Regions from separate parts of the Mus musculus genome. Here region 2 is linked to region 1. A link is a contact called in public Hi-C data. All regions are on one chromosome and are shown on one strand. The core of a region is the stretch at or near the end of the contact, and the rest is flanking DNA. Distances in the headings are between cores, read along the strand shown.

Region 1 (6,772 bases), core at 2,555-5,054:
CGTTAGGTTTCTTGCTCCTTGAGACAAGGTCTTGATATGTAGCCTAAGCTGGCCTGAAATTCCCTAAGAAGTCCAAGGTTGCCTTGAACTGATGTTCACCCTGCTTCAGCCTCCCTGGTGTCGGGACTAGCGGCAGACACTCTGCCTGACTTGAATAAAACCTTTGGGGTACTTTTCACAGTAACTATTCACCTTTCGCTCTCCAGAAAAAAAAAACAAAACAAAACCCTAACATACTAATCGAGAAGAAATTTTTCTGGGAATAAATAACATATCAAATGCAGACATAAGAAGGCTGGGAAAACAGTATACAAATACATACTATAACAATCAGCTAGGTAACTGCTATGGAATCTCTCCTGGCAGAACCCTGTGCTAAGATTATCCACAATAACCAAGAGATGGGCTCAACGACCTTTTCACCAGTGAATGAATCAACCAGTCAACGAGCAAATCTACAGAATGGATGAATTACTATTTAATTTTTTTAAAAAAAGGAAATGCTATAATTTGTACCCACATAGATGAGCCTGGAGAATGTTATGCTAAATAAAATAATCCAGATACAAAAAGGCAAATACCACATAATCCCACTTTTATATGGAATGAATGAAAGTTAAATTCAGTAGAATTTGGCCCACAACCAAAGTTAAATTCAGACAGTAGAAGGGGGTCTCAAGGGTTGTGAGGGCTGGTCTCAAGGTTGGAGGATGAAGAGTCAAGGAGATGTTGATCATAGGACAAAAACCTCAGTAAAGCAAGAGGAATAATCTAATAAATCTATTATATATCATAGTGACTACAGCTAACAACACTTCATATAAAATGGCTAAGACTATTTTAAGTATTCTCATCCCCAAAATAAATACATCCAGTCATACATGCCAACTTCCATGATGATTCATCTCAGTTATCAATTAGATGTGACTTAGAATCTCCTGGGAGATAGGTCTCTGGGCAAGGCTATAAGGATTTTCTTGATTATTGTACCTGATGTTGGAAGAATCATTGCCTGGAGTCAGAGATCTTGGTGGAGAAGGGAAACTGGGCATTAGCAAGCATGTGTGCACCAATCTCCTCTTTGACTGTGGATGTAATGTAACCAGCTGCTTCATCTGCCTGTGTCTTAACTATTCCAATATGACTAGTCCTTGAACTGTGAGCTGTAGTAAGCCCTTCCTTGTAAACACAACGTTTGTGTGCATTGTGTAAAGGTTATCCTTGTGTTGTTCAAATGTTGGTTTCTCTGCCCTCATATCTTGTTTCAATCTGGACATGGCATTATAATGTTTATATTAAGAATCTCCTGTCTCTTAAGTTTGTGTAAACAATTCTTACCATTTATTCTCTGCCTTGTCAATAAATGACGATCACCCAATGGCTGGGCAGAAAAGGGAATGGGGCAGAACTTCCACCAGCCAGGGAAAGGAGCACAGAGATGGAGAGAGGTTCAAATCAGCCGGAACCACGGAGGAATTGCAGCCATGAGGAGAGAGTCTAAAAGACATCATGAAAACACGCATGAAGCCCAAAGAACAAGACCAATAATAAAAGCGAGTATATTGGGATCATGGCTGGAGGTTGGCACACTAGCATAGAGGATTAATACATTTAACTGCCCAGGTATTGAGGTGCAGCTTGAGATAAATCTTGGTTTCTCTGGGTGGTTGCTGAGACTACGGTAAAGAAGTAGAGCAGCCAGATTAATTTATTACATACCCTTATATTACACTTATATTACACTTATTATTACACTTATTATTCATTTTACACTTCCTCCCTGTGTTTATCACAACCCCTGCAAGGAAACCAAATTTTCATTAGCCATTCCATAACACACAAATGCACCCAAACTCTATGCTAATAAATATGTAATTTTACTTGCCAATTATTAAAAAAAATATTTTAAGCCATCATGATGGACACTACAAAACAACCTAAAACAGAATATGAATAAGAAATGTTAATTCCATATGGATGATGAAAGGACCATTTTGCAAGATAAATTCAGGAAACAAACTCTGGGTTACCACTCCTTCGTTTCTTCGGTTTGGATTTCTTACCTGTCAAACAAGAAAAGTGATAACTATAGAATAGGGTCATGGGAGAAATGTACCAAATTCATGTATCTAGATGCTGGCTGGATTTTATGTAGCATGCAGACCACACTTAAGAGAGCAACCAGGAAGTCTGATTTACATATGAGCAAACTTGAAGGATAGATGATAATCTAATTCTAAATAAGTGGGGGTGGGGGGAATCACCATCCAACATTCTTCTTGAAAAGAAAGGAAGGCTATCCAGAGACTGCCCCACCTGGGGATTCATCCCGTATACAATCACCAAACCCAGACACTATTGTGGATGCCAACAAGTCCTTGCTGACAGGAGCCGGATATAGCTGTCTCCTGAGAGGCTCTGCCAGTGCCTGACAAATACAGAGGTGGATGCTCAAAGCCAACCACTGGACTGAGCACAGAGTCCCCAATGGAGGAACTAGAGAAAGAACCCAAGGTGCTGAAGGGGTTTGAAGCCCCATAGGAGGAACAACAATATAAACCAAGCAGTACTCCCAGAGCTCCCACGGACTAAACCACCAACAAAGAGTACACATGGAGAACCCATAGTTCCATCTGAGTATGTAGCAGAGGATGGCCTTGCCAGATATCAATGGGAGGAGAGGTCCTGTGAAGGCTCAGTGCCCCAGTGTAGGTGAATGCAAGGGCCAGGAAGCAGGAGTGGGTGGGTTGGTGAGCAGGGGGAGGGGAGATGGGATAAGTTATTTTCAGAGGGGAAACCAAGAAAGGGAGGTGAGGGGAGGGGAGGGGTAGGGAGGGGAGGGGAGGGAAAAGAAAAGAAAAGAAAAGAAAAGAAAAGAAAAGAAAAGAAAAGAAAAGAGAAAAGAGAAACGCAGGAAGTGTCTGTCACTGAGCCTGCTGTCAAGTTTGTCCTGAGTAGGAGAGTGTCCCCATGTTGGAGCTCCAGCGTCAGGAGAGAGTTGAGCCAGGGACCCAGGATCAAGACAAAGCTGCCTACTGACTCTCTTCACAACTGCATATTGCTTCTTGTTATTTCAGGAATCAAGCTGCTTCAAATAATAGTAATAGTAACAGTAACATTAAGAAGACAGATCTTTTCTAAGTCCCTAAGAACCTGACTCCCACATTCCTAAAATTAAGCTTGTAGGACTCAGTAGGGGAAGGAAACACACAGAGCCCATGTCTACCAATGTTTCTCTCCTGTTTTCTACATCCCTGTTTTACTTACAAATTTTCTCTTCCATATTGAAATTCTAATTTTAAACTAAAAGCCTACTCATGTTTATCCTGGCTTTCTATCATATAACCTCAAACTTGAACATTTTGCTGTGGTAGGGATAACCAGATGAGGGTCTTGAAGTCTTCTCTACTCCTCCATGATGTGGTATTTCAATTCCATAGAAGACACACAATGTCTCTCCCACTTGGGTTTGCATCTGGGGTCACGCAAACTGGGCTAAGAAAAGTTAATAAGAGAAAAGTGTATACATTTTATTTGACATTTTTATGTGATACAGAGGCCTCCCTAGAAAAGAAATAGAACAGATAGGCCCAAGAGCTTGTATATGCTTCTGACTGAGAGTGATAAATTACAGAGGCCGAAGGAAAGGGCAAGACTCTTGAGATTTGCAAGGACTGAGACCTGTGGGAAGGTAAATACATGAGAAAACTCACAACTGAGCAAGGCTAACTTAGCAAAGTTCGTTTGTGCCAGGTTGTCTTGGTGCCAATTTTCTGTCATCTTCATGCTGTGTAACTTTCCCCTGGGGAAGGGATTTAAAATGAACCTTATTACTCAGAGTTTCTGCTTTTAGTCAGATATGAATGGCTTTTCTACATCTGTTGAATCTCAATTTTTTTTTCTGCTCAAAATAATTCTTATGCCAAAGTGGCATACTTTGGAGCAGCAGATCCTGACTCACTTCCATTACAATGACATGTAAACAAGACAGAGCATTAAAACCTTTCCGATTTAAGTGCCTGGCCCAGGCTCACTGTCATATCCCAGATCCCCTTCAAAGAGTATTCTTGCAAAGATAATATTTTTGCTTTTGTTATTTTAAGGTCTCTGGGGAGATGACTGCAGAGGCAGCTTTGAAATGTCACCTTTACTAATAAAATATAAACCAGAGAATAGGCAAACAGTCCTTGGCCTAACTTTGTAAGGGTCTGAGTCTGGCTTACATGGCCACAGGCTTATGGTATATAAGTCTTTCTGCTGAAGTATGGGATGCTCATTGATTTTCTTTACCATATTAGTATCACTTTTCTTCCTCTCATGATCCTTAATGAAACTATAATTCTAAATATTTTAGGGTATTTCTGGTACAGAAATAAAAATCACTGTAGATATCATAAATAAGCTTTGGAAATGATCATCCATGCCTTAGTTCTCCTAGACCAACCTTGTCTTCGTCTTTTAATACAAAGGGCCTGTTACTAAAATCCCTTGGAAGAACCAATATCTACCTTCTTCCTAAATCTCAAAGACAAACAGAGGCATGATTGCATCTGCAGGAACCAATGAACTGATTTGGCCTCCTTACAGAGCCCTGGGAAGGAACTGGTTAGAGGACTGAAGATGTTCCTTCATCCAACAGGCTGCGTGTATTTGGACAGCTTCACCCAGCAGCAACAAGTCTCTCACTGTGGCAGCACAGAGGGAGTCCCCTTCTCCTAACAGGTGATAGGGATGCTGGATACCCAGGCCCTGGGATCCTCTCTACTTATTCATCCATGACGTAGTATAAATAGTCAACAAGCTGAAAAGATCCTTTTGCAAGCGTGAACAACTAAACTCCCCAAGATGGGGTTAGCTTGGCTCAGAGAATAGTTACTCACAACAGGGCCACTTATAAATCCTCAGTAATTTCTGGTCTGAGTTCAACGTTACATTTTCAAAACAAAGCAATATATCTTTTGTTTAAAAAAATGCTTATTATGATTTTCATCCCAAGGTTATGGCAAGCTGATGTCAGCGTATGTGTCTTTCCATATTCTGGTACCACTAGCTTTTCTTGGGCTATTTTAATACCCCCAAGTTAAATGGGAACTGCACGTTTCTATGGCAACGGAGACCATTGTAGCTGCTTATCCCAGTGTGTTCCCTGTAAATCACATTTTTAGGGATGATTTTTCTTAACAAAGCATTGTTTAAATTGCTTCAGAGTTATAGCAATTATGCTTTCAATGATAAACATCAGTGTAGAGAGGAACAGCCCACTTCAAAACTCCAGCAGAGGCTGGAGATGCTGAGAGCAGACGTGACCACCCTGTGTACTGCACACACAGTGCTACTGGCCCTAGACTGGGAAAACGCAGGCATCTCCTTTATTCGAGGTTTCTAGATAGCAAACTATGCACACCGTTCTTGCCTTTTATTAAAGCATTGTATACTATACTATTTCAGCATACGATACCATGAAAATCACCTCTTCTGTACAACTGCCATGGAAATACTGTACTAAGTTACTTTGACCCAATTAAAACGTGGAAGTATTTAGCTTGCTATATTTGGTTACAATGTGCTTTATAAATGGTTGTAACCATGTGAGAAGCATTCAGATGGATGGCCGGTGATATGCTCAGGTCCAAATGGAACTGAAAGCAACTATGTGAAGATACATAGTGTGGAGAAATACATTGTAACCCAGCCCCAGGGCTGCTCTAGCAAGAGTTCATCTTTGGAGGTATTGGTGTACTCACATAACTTGGGTGTGGCTCTCAGCTCAGCCCATCATCCGAGGAAATAAAAGTGACATTTACAACAACACAGTGGCCAATCCAACTCAGCTCATGGTGAAAAGCTGAGCAGTCCTTCTTCCCTCCTGCCCAGTTCCCTCTTCCATAGGAAGTTCACAACATGGTAGCTAGCTCTCTCTCTCAGGCAAAGCATGCTCAAGGCAGAAGCCTCTTGTCATAACTGCAGTCAGCCACTTCCACCATATCTTGCTATCAATGCCAGTCATTATGACTAGGCCATACTCAGTGTGCAGGAGGAGACAGAGTTCCTCTCCTGGAAAATAAGCATATGAAAGAATACTAGACGATTTTTTAGCCAATCCACCATACTATGTAAATATCATCTATTGCTTTTCTCCTGATATATTTTTTTTAGAGAATTGTCTGTAGCTAAGTAGATCCTTAAGACATTCATACGGTTTTCATTATGTTTTGTGCCTCCCCTTTTCTCTTTCGATGAGCAGCTTCTCACCCCCATGGTTTCCTACCTGTATACTCTCTATATACAATCCTATCTGTATTGTGTTGCTGAGGGGAAACATGATGTATGTCTTCCCAGTTCTGGCTTTGTAAAACCTTAATCTGAGGAAACACTGCCTCCACAGACACTAAAGAGAAGAAAATTACTTTTAAGTAAAAATGATATGTTTACCAGGAAAAAACAAAAAACAAGGGGATGGGGAGGAGATGGGCAAAGAAAGTGTGCTAGACATGAGGCCAGTCCAAGTTTGCTATCTACTTCACAGATCATGAGATGCCAAAAAGTGGTTATGTGCCTTAATGACAAGGCAGGGCATTGTCTGCCTTAACAATGAGCATCACTGCCTTGGAGGTAGAGGAGGAAGCCAAGAAAAGCTTCAGCCGTGAGAGGGACAAGAAGACCAGAGAACGTCAGCCTTGAATGATTGTGGATGAGCTTTATCTCAACACCGTGGTCCCCTTAATCCTGTGTAGAACTGTTACTACAACCTGGGCACAGGCACTGTGAAATA
Region 2 (6,772 bases), core at 1,209-3,708, 610 kb before region 1:
AGTGATGTGAACATCACAAGACGAGGTGTAAGAGGCTGTGATGGTGCAGGTCTGTAATCCCAATACTTTGGAAGCAAACACAGGAGGATCAGGAGTTCAAGGTCATCTTTAGCTAGATAAGGATTTGAAGTAGGTTTGATCTCCTGAGACATTCCAAAAACTAAGAGGAAAAGAGAATTGTAAGTGCAGTGTAGAATGAGAAGAAGAGAGACATTTCAAGAAACCAGAGTTGTAAGAGGTTTTTCCAGTTTCTTTGAAGGCTGTGAAGAGCATAGTCATGAAATGTATACTAACATCCTGGTATCCAAATGATTACTGGCACCCTTTAAGAAACATTATGTCAGCCATGCAAATCATTGATTTTATTAATAACTTTAAAAGGGTATCTTGCTTTGCTATCATGCTACAATTTATTGTCATGCCATTAATCAGCCAAAGTTGTCAGAGTGTTTAAAATTCAGGCTTACTTTGATCTGCACAATTTTAATTTCATTCGATTGTATGTCAGCAAGAGACTTCCTTGTCTGGCCTCTTCGGTGTCCAAATTTACACTTATTCCTCATTACTTGTTCATCATCTTCTATGGGTCTTCGAATATATTTAAAGCGATCTTTGAGGGCTCGTTTCCATAAAAACTGTATAAAATAATAAAGCAGGCCAGTCAGTCTTATAGAGCTTTGCATAGTCCTGTAGAACAATATGATTTTTGTATGAGACCCTTAGGGTTGAAATTACTCTCATCATATTATAATAGAAGCAATGAATCAATCCTTAGACTTATCCTGATAACAAGTTTGTGTTCAAATTAAAGTCCCTCAATTAGAGTCACGAAACTGAACACCACAAAAACAAACAACAAACAACAAACAAAACCCAAGCCAACAAGTGTCCGTTATCTTCTTGTGAGCATACGGAACCTTCTAGAAAACATTAGAAAAGGTGTGGCATTTACTTGCTGCCATTGCTGGTTTCATGGCTCAAGTCTCACAGTCCTTGATCTTTAGAAACCCCTGTAGCAAGACAAAGTTTGGAGCTGAGATGAAAGGATGGACCATCTAGAGACTGCCATATCCAGGGATCCATCCCATAATCAGCATCCAAACGCTGACACCATTGCATACACTAGCAAGATTTTATCGAAAGGACCCAGATGTAGCTGTCTCTTGTGAGACTATGCCGGGGCCTAGCAAACACAGAAGTGGATGCTCACAATCAGCTAATGGATGGATCACAGGGCCCCCAATGGAGGAGCTAGAGAAAGTATCCAAGGAGCTAAAGGGATCTGCAACCCTATAGGTGGATCAACATTATGAACTAACCAGTACCCCGGAGCTCTTGTCTCTAGCTGCATATGTATCAAAAGATGGCCTAGTCGGCCATCACTGGAAAGAGAGGCCCATTGGACTTGCAAACTTTATATGCCCCAGTACAGGGGAACACCAGGGCCAAAAAGGGGGAGTGGGTGGGTAGGGTAGGGGGGGTGGGTGGGTATGGGAGACTTTTGGGATAGCATTGGAAATGTAAATGAGCTAAATACCTAATAAAAAATGGAAAAAAAAAAAAAAAGAAACCCCTGTAGCCTAGGTCAGGAAGATTCGGATCCCAGCACTGAAGCTACTGTGCACTAACGAAATACTTTGTAATAAGTAGCCTCTTCGGCCTAGGTTCTTCAGCTACCAAATGGAGCAGCATGATCTTTCCTGACAAATGTGTGTGCATGCCTGTGTGTGCATGCATGTGTGTATGTGTGTTTATGCATGTTTGTGTGTGTCTGAGTGTGTGTGTGTGTGTGTGTGTGTGTAGGTGCATCATATGTGTGTATGTGTATATAAAAGCCAGAGGTCAACTATGGATTTCGTTTTTTATGGAACCACCTATGTTGATCTCTCACTGGCCTGGGGCTTAATGACTAGGCTGGGCTGCTTCAGGGATCTGTTTGTCCCTGCTTTCTCAGCACTAGGATCGTAAGCATGCATGCATCATCATGCTATTTATGTGGGTGATGACTATCAGACTGGAGTGCTCAGGCTTACGTGGCAAGCATTTTACTGAGTTCACACACACACACACACACACACACACACGCACGCACGCACACACACACACCACTCCTAAACTGTGTTTTTTATGATGTTGGGTGGCGGTAGCAGATCATACCTATAATCCCAGCCCTTGAGAGGCAGAGGCAGGCAGATCTCTGAGTTGTAGGCCAGCCTGGTCTACAGAGCCAGTTCCAGGACAGCCAGTGCTACACAGAGAAACCCTGTCTTGGAAAACCAGAGAAGGTGGGGAGGGGAAAGAGAGAGCATGAATCTTGGGACTAGCTACTTGTGAAAGATGCTTACAAAGTGTTATTCCTAAATCATCCTGGCATCTGTCCAGTCCTATGGAGGCGGTCCACAGGCCCAGTCTGGAGCTGCTTTGTGCCTAGATTAAGCTCCTGGGCATGGTATGACTCAGAGATGCTCTGTCATCTCCCCCAGGCTGGGATGTTCTGCTATTGCTGTCTTATAACAGCATAAAACCAGTAGATGGTTTGTGGTTTTTCCCAGTCCTGACATGAACCAGTTCAGATCGATTTGTTTGTGTTTCCTATAATTCAGAAGGGACAGGAGCTCTGCTGCACACATAGCCATCACCTGCTAGGATGTCATGAAACGGAACACACAAGTGAACCAATTCTGCATGCTCATCCATGGGAGTGAATAGAGTACCTGCTCTGTGCCCTGCCCTGTGAGCTATCACATAACAGTATGAGTAGGTGGATTCAGTAGAAAACAATTGTGCTGGAGCACAGCCATCCCCCATTCCCATAGTCACCAGCTAAGGATGGGAGAAGTCCTACACAGACTCGGCTTTCTTAATCAGTCTGAAATCACCCGCTCTTTATGACGTGACATAATTTGCAGCGTCTGGCAGGTACATACTTTGTGTTGCAAACCCAAATATAATCATTGAGAAACATCAGATAAGTGAAGTGTGCACATCACTTTACATGATGCAGGGGGAAAAAAACCAAAAACAACAACTTGACCAAAAAGTAAAAACCTTTTCGCCTCCAGAGAAAACAGAAAATGACAAAGAGATTAAGTTAGAAAGAAAGAAAGAAAGAAAGAGAGAAAGGGAAGGAAGGAAGAGAGAAAGATCCAGAAACAGAAGAACCAAATGCAATGCAAAATACCGATTGTATGGGACACTATGCAACTATTATTAATTTTCATGGGCATAAAAATAATAATATTTTTGCTATACAGGAAACTGCCATGTAAAGGCCTTTGCTAAAGACTGGGAGGTATGGCTCTGTGGTAGTGAGCTTGCTTACAATGTATGAGGCTCTGCGTTCAGTTCTCAGTATGGTGAAATTAACCCCCAAAGCAACAATAACAGCAAAAAGATGTTTAGGGTAACTTGTTTCTAAACAGTCATGTACCACAAACAACATGCAGGAAGAAGATAAATACCACAAAATCTTATAAGCTAATGGACCTGGAATGGCAGCCTGAGAGTGCTCCTCCCTTCTCCTCCCTGAATCTCATGATATTTGAAGACACGTGATATAACTAGAGTGGACAGGAGTTACACTCACCCAGTGGGCGCCAAGGGTCCCACTCACGGTCCCATGGTGCTCATGAGGATCCACACCACAGAGAACTAGGAATTATCTAGCACCAAATGTAACCTCGGGAAGAGAAATCTTGGTCTTGAATACCTACCAGAAATCACTGTATAAATCTGAAAAATCTCGACAGTTTAAAATAAAAATCAGCCCTAAAAGTAACCAAGTACTTGCTCTCTTCTACTTTTTCATCTTCATTCCCTTTTACATACACACCCATACACACCACGCACAAATGCATGTGCACATACATGAACATGTACACCCATAACACACACACACCATACACACATGCATTGCACATAAATGCACACATAGAATCATAACGCGCGCACACACACACACACACACACACACACACACACACACACACCAATGGCAGCTCTCTCAGTGTTTCTGGGCATTTTCTTTTTTTCTTTTTCTTTTTTAATTTTTAATTAAATTTATCTATATGAGTACACTGTTGCTGTCTTCAGACACACCAGAAGAGGGCATTGGATCCCATTACAGATAGTTGTGAGCCACCATGTGGTTGCTGGGAATTGAACTCAGGACCTCTGGAATAGCAGTCAGTGCTCTTAATCTCTGAGCTATCTCTCCAGCCCCCTTGGGCATTTTCTACATCATGGAATTAGCATGAACATAACTTCATATAGAGATGTGGTGAGAGTTTGGGTAAAGACCTATACATGCACCAACCTTCTCCATGTATATCTTTAAGTGTGCAAATGAGGCCGCAAGCTGCTAAACTATTTTCCATGTCTTATATTATTTTTGCATAATATATGGGAACATATGTAGATTAGATGCCCACGGGTGCCCATGGGAGCCCACAGGGCATTAGTCCTTACTTCGTAGGTATCTCACTTCAATAACCATAGATTTGAAGTTCAAAATGTAATTGAATGGCAGGAAATATGGCTGAGCAAGTGGAGGCACTTAGCAGCTAAGCCTGGTGACCTGAATTACGGAGAGGCAGGAGGTGGGGGTGGGAGTGCACAGAGAGAGACAGAGAGACAAACAAAGACAGGGAGAGACAGAAGAAGAGAGACAGAGGAAGAGAGAGGAAGAGAAACAGAATAGAATTTAAAAATATAGCTATTTATTTGCTTATATGTGTAAGACTCATTAGGAATACTCCCCTTTATTTTCAAGTATCTCTGTGCCCCCTGGGATATATGAAACAGTGTGCTAGGTAAAACCTGTCTTGCTTGGGGACCAGTGACATGAAAGCAATCTGTTCACATTCACTACAAATGCATCACCCTGCGCCTAACCACATAGTGCAGTGTCAGAGACTGAAGCTAAGGATGTGGGATTTACAGAGATAGAGACATGCCTAAAATTCTGTACACCACATCACTGATCAGATGGACATTATATTGTATCTTGATGTAGAAGAAGCACAGAGGGTCAGTATTACGTACAATGCCATGACTGGAGATGTCAGAATCCTAGACTTTTTGTTGTCGCTTGGTTACACTATTTTGATTTTAGTAAGAGAAAAATTGAGTCAGTTTATAGCACATCGTACATGCAGAATCGCAATTTTTTTAAAATGATGGCATCCTTTGTGAGCAAGCGTGACTGAATTCTAGTCTTGACTCGCTATTATTTACAGATATGGGATGCCACATCTTTTCTGAGTTTGGAGGGGAAAATGAGACTTTTTAAGGCCTTCTGTCATTCAGAATCTTCTGACTTGGTTCATATATATTAAGCCTTTACCTGAAAATGGGACAATGATAGAGAGAAAGGGAAAAGGGAAGAAGAGAAAAAGGAGAGAATGATGGCGGGGGGGGGGGGCGTGAGAAAAAAACTCCTTGCCTATGTGTACTTAAGACAGTAAGATACCGACTCTATCATGTTAACCATGTTCACCAAAGTGGATTTATATAAGGACAGACACAGGTGTAGCAATATATCTTCAGCTCCACATACCTCCAGTTTCTCATGGTTGTTTCTTATATCATACTTTTCTTGTGATGAACATTCAACTCTTTGTTACAATTTTAAAGGACTTTTTAGGTGTACAGTTCAATAATGTTAGGCATGTTTCCTTTGTACAATGATGACATGAAGATTCCCCTCTTGTTTTGCTTGACACAGCAGCAGGCTGCCTTCAAACTCCTGGTCCTCCTGCTTCAGCCTGCCAAATGCTAATATGTCTGTTTGTATGCCCAGTTTCTAAGCATGCTAGAGCAGCAGTCCTCAACCCTTGTTCTCCTTAGAGCTCTGGAATCTTTCGAAAGCTTTGGTGGCAGGATCTATCTTCACATCATTTACCTCAGAATCTCTGAGGCTCCTGAAGGGTAAACTCCATGGAACTGTTTTGTGGAGCTTCCTTAGAGTCTACCTAATCCAGACAGCAGAGTTAAAGAGGGAGGATGAGGACAAGACCGCAAAGCCCTTCAAGGGCTTCCAGACAACTTCCCTTTGATTAGATCAGTAAGCAAGAAACACTCCCTCCATCATCCACTTCTCTGATGTAGCTATGTTCTCCTGCTGGGCACTTTCAGTCACATAGGACCTCCCAGATGGCTTTAGGAGAGGGGCAGAAAGATGGTGACTCACAGCTGAAGGTAAGAGAGAACTAAGACAAAGAAATGAAAGATATGGAAGCTAAGAGAGAGAGATAGATGCACAGGCAGAGAGATACATTATATATATATATATACACACACAAACAGACACAGGCACACACACACACACAGCGAGAGAGAGCAAGTGAGAACACAAATTCAATTCTACACAAAGAACTACAAGCAACTAAGAAATTCTGAGAGTGGGAGAAATAGTCTTTGCCGGGAAAGAGAGCAGTAGCTGGTTTTTCAATACGAAGTGGACAGCCCTGAAAACATATGCATGGCAGTATCATACAGACTGAGCAGTTGTATTTAGGAATATATATTCACATATGAATATGCATGTAAAACAATAAAAATGAGGCCACGAATCTGAGAGTGCAAGGAGCATATGAAAAGGGTTGGAGGGAGGAAGGGAATCAATGATATAAATATAATCTTAAAGTTAAAAGAAAAATTAAGAAAATGAAGATATTAGAGCCAGAGTGGAAAATGCAAAGCTCCAATCTCAAATGGATTGCGATGAACAGTGTGGTGGGCCCATAGTCACTTACAAAGCCACAGCCGTCCT

Evidence for each region. Hi-C and Micro-C count contacts between places; a contact is called where the count stands out from the background.
Region 2: a Hi-C map of cortical neurons shows a contact between it and region 1, with 2.1 times the contacts expected there. The contact joins two enhancer-like sites. A contact is called at or near these places in 1 of 484 Hi-C or Micro-C datasets (cortical neurons) and 1 of 115 datasets of contacts at active chromatin or transcription factors (embryonic stem cells).

The regions. Positions count from the first base shown.
Region 1 is chr10:25,640,828-25,647,599 of GRCm38.p6, reverse strand. All of the region lies in intron 3 of Gm29571 (predicted gene 29571), which reads right to left. Among named protein-coding and RNA genes, the nearest start is that of Gm36908, 23 kb to the right of the region's middle. Within about 2 kb of position 3,804, at least 23 of the 459 cell types and tissues checked have an H3K27ac peak or open chromatin away from gene starts, as enhancers often do. A contact at or near this core is called in cortical neurons, where this site is marked.
Region 2 is chr10:26,245,612-26,252,383 of GRCm38.p6, reverse strand. It overlaps Samd3 (sterile alpha motif domain containing 3), which reads right to left. Exons shown (of 11, transcript NM_001115154.1): 6 at 6,756-6,772; 7 at 468-635. Among named protein-coding and RNA genes, the nearest start is that of Samd3, 19 kb to the right of the region's middle. Within about 2 kb of position 2,458, at least 23 of the 459 cell types and tissues checked have an H3K27ac peak or open chromatin away from gene starts, as enhancers often do. A contact at or near this core is called in cortical neurons, where this site is marked.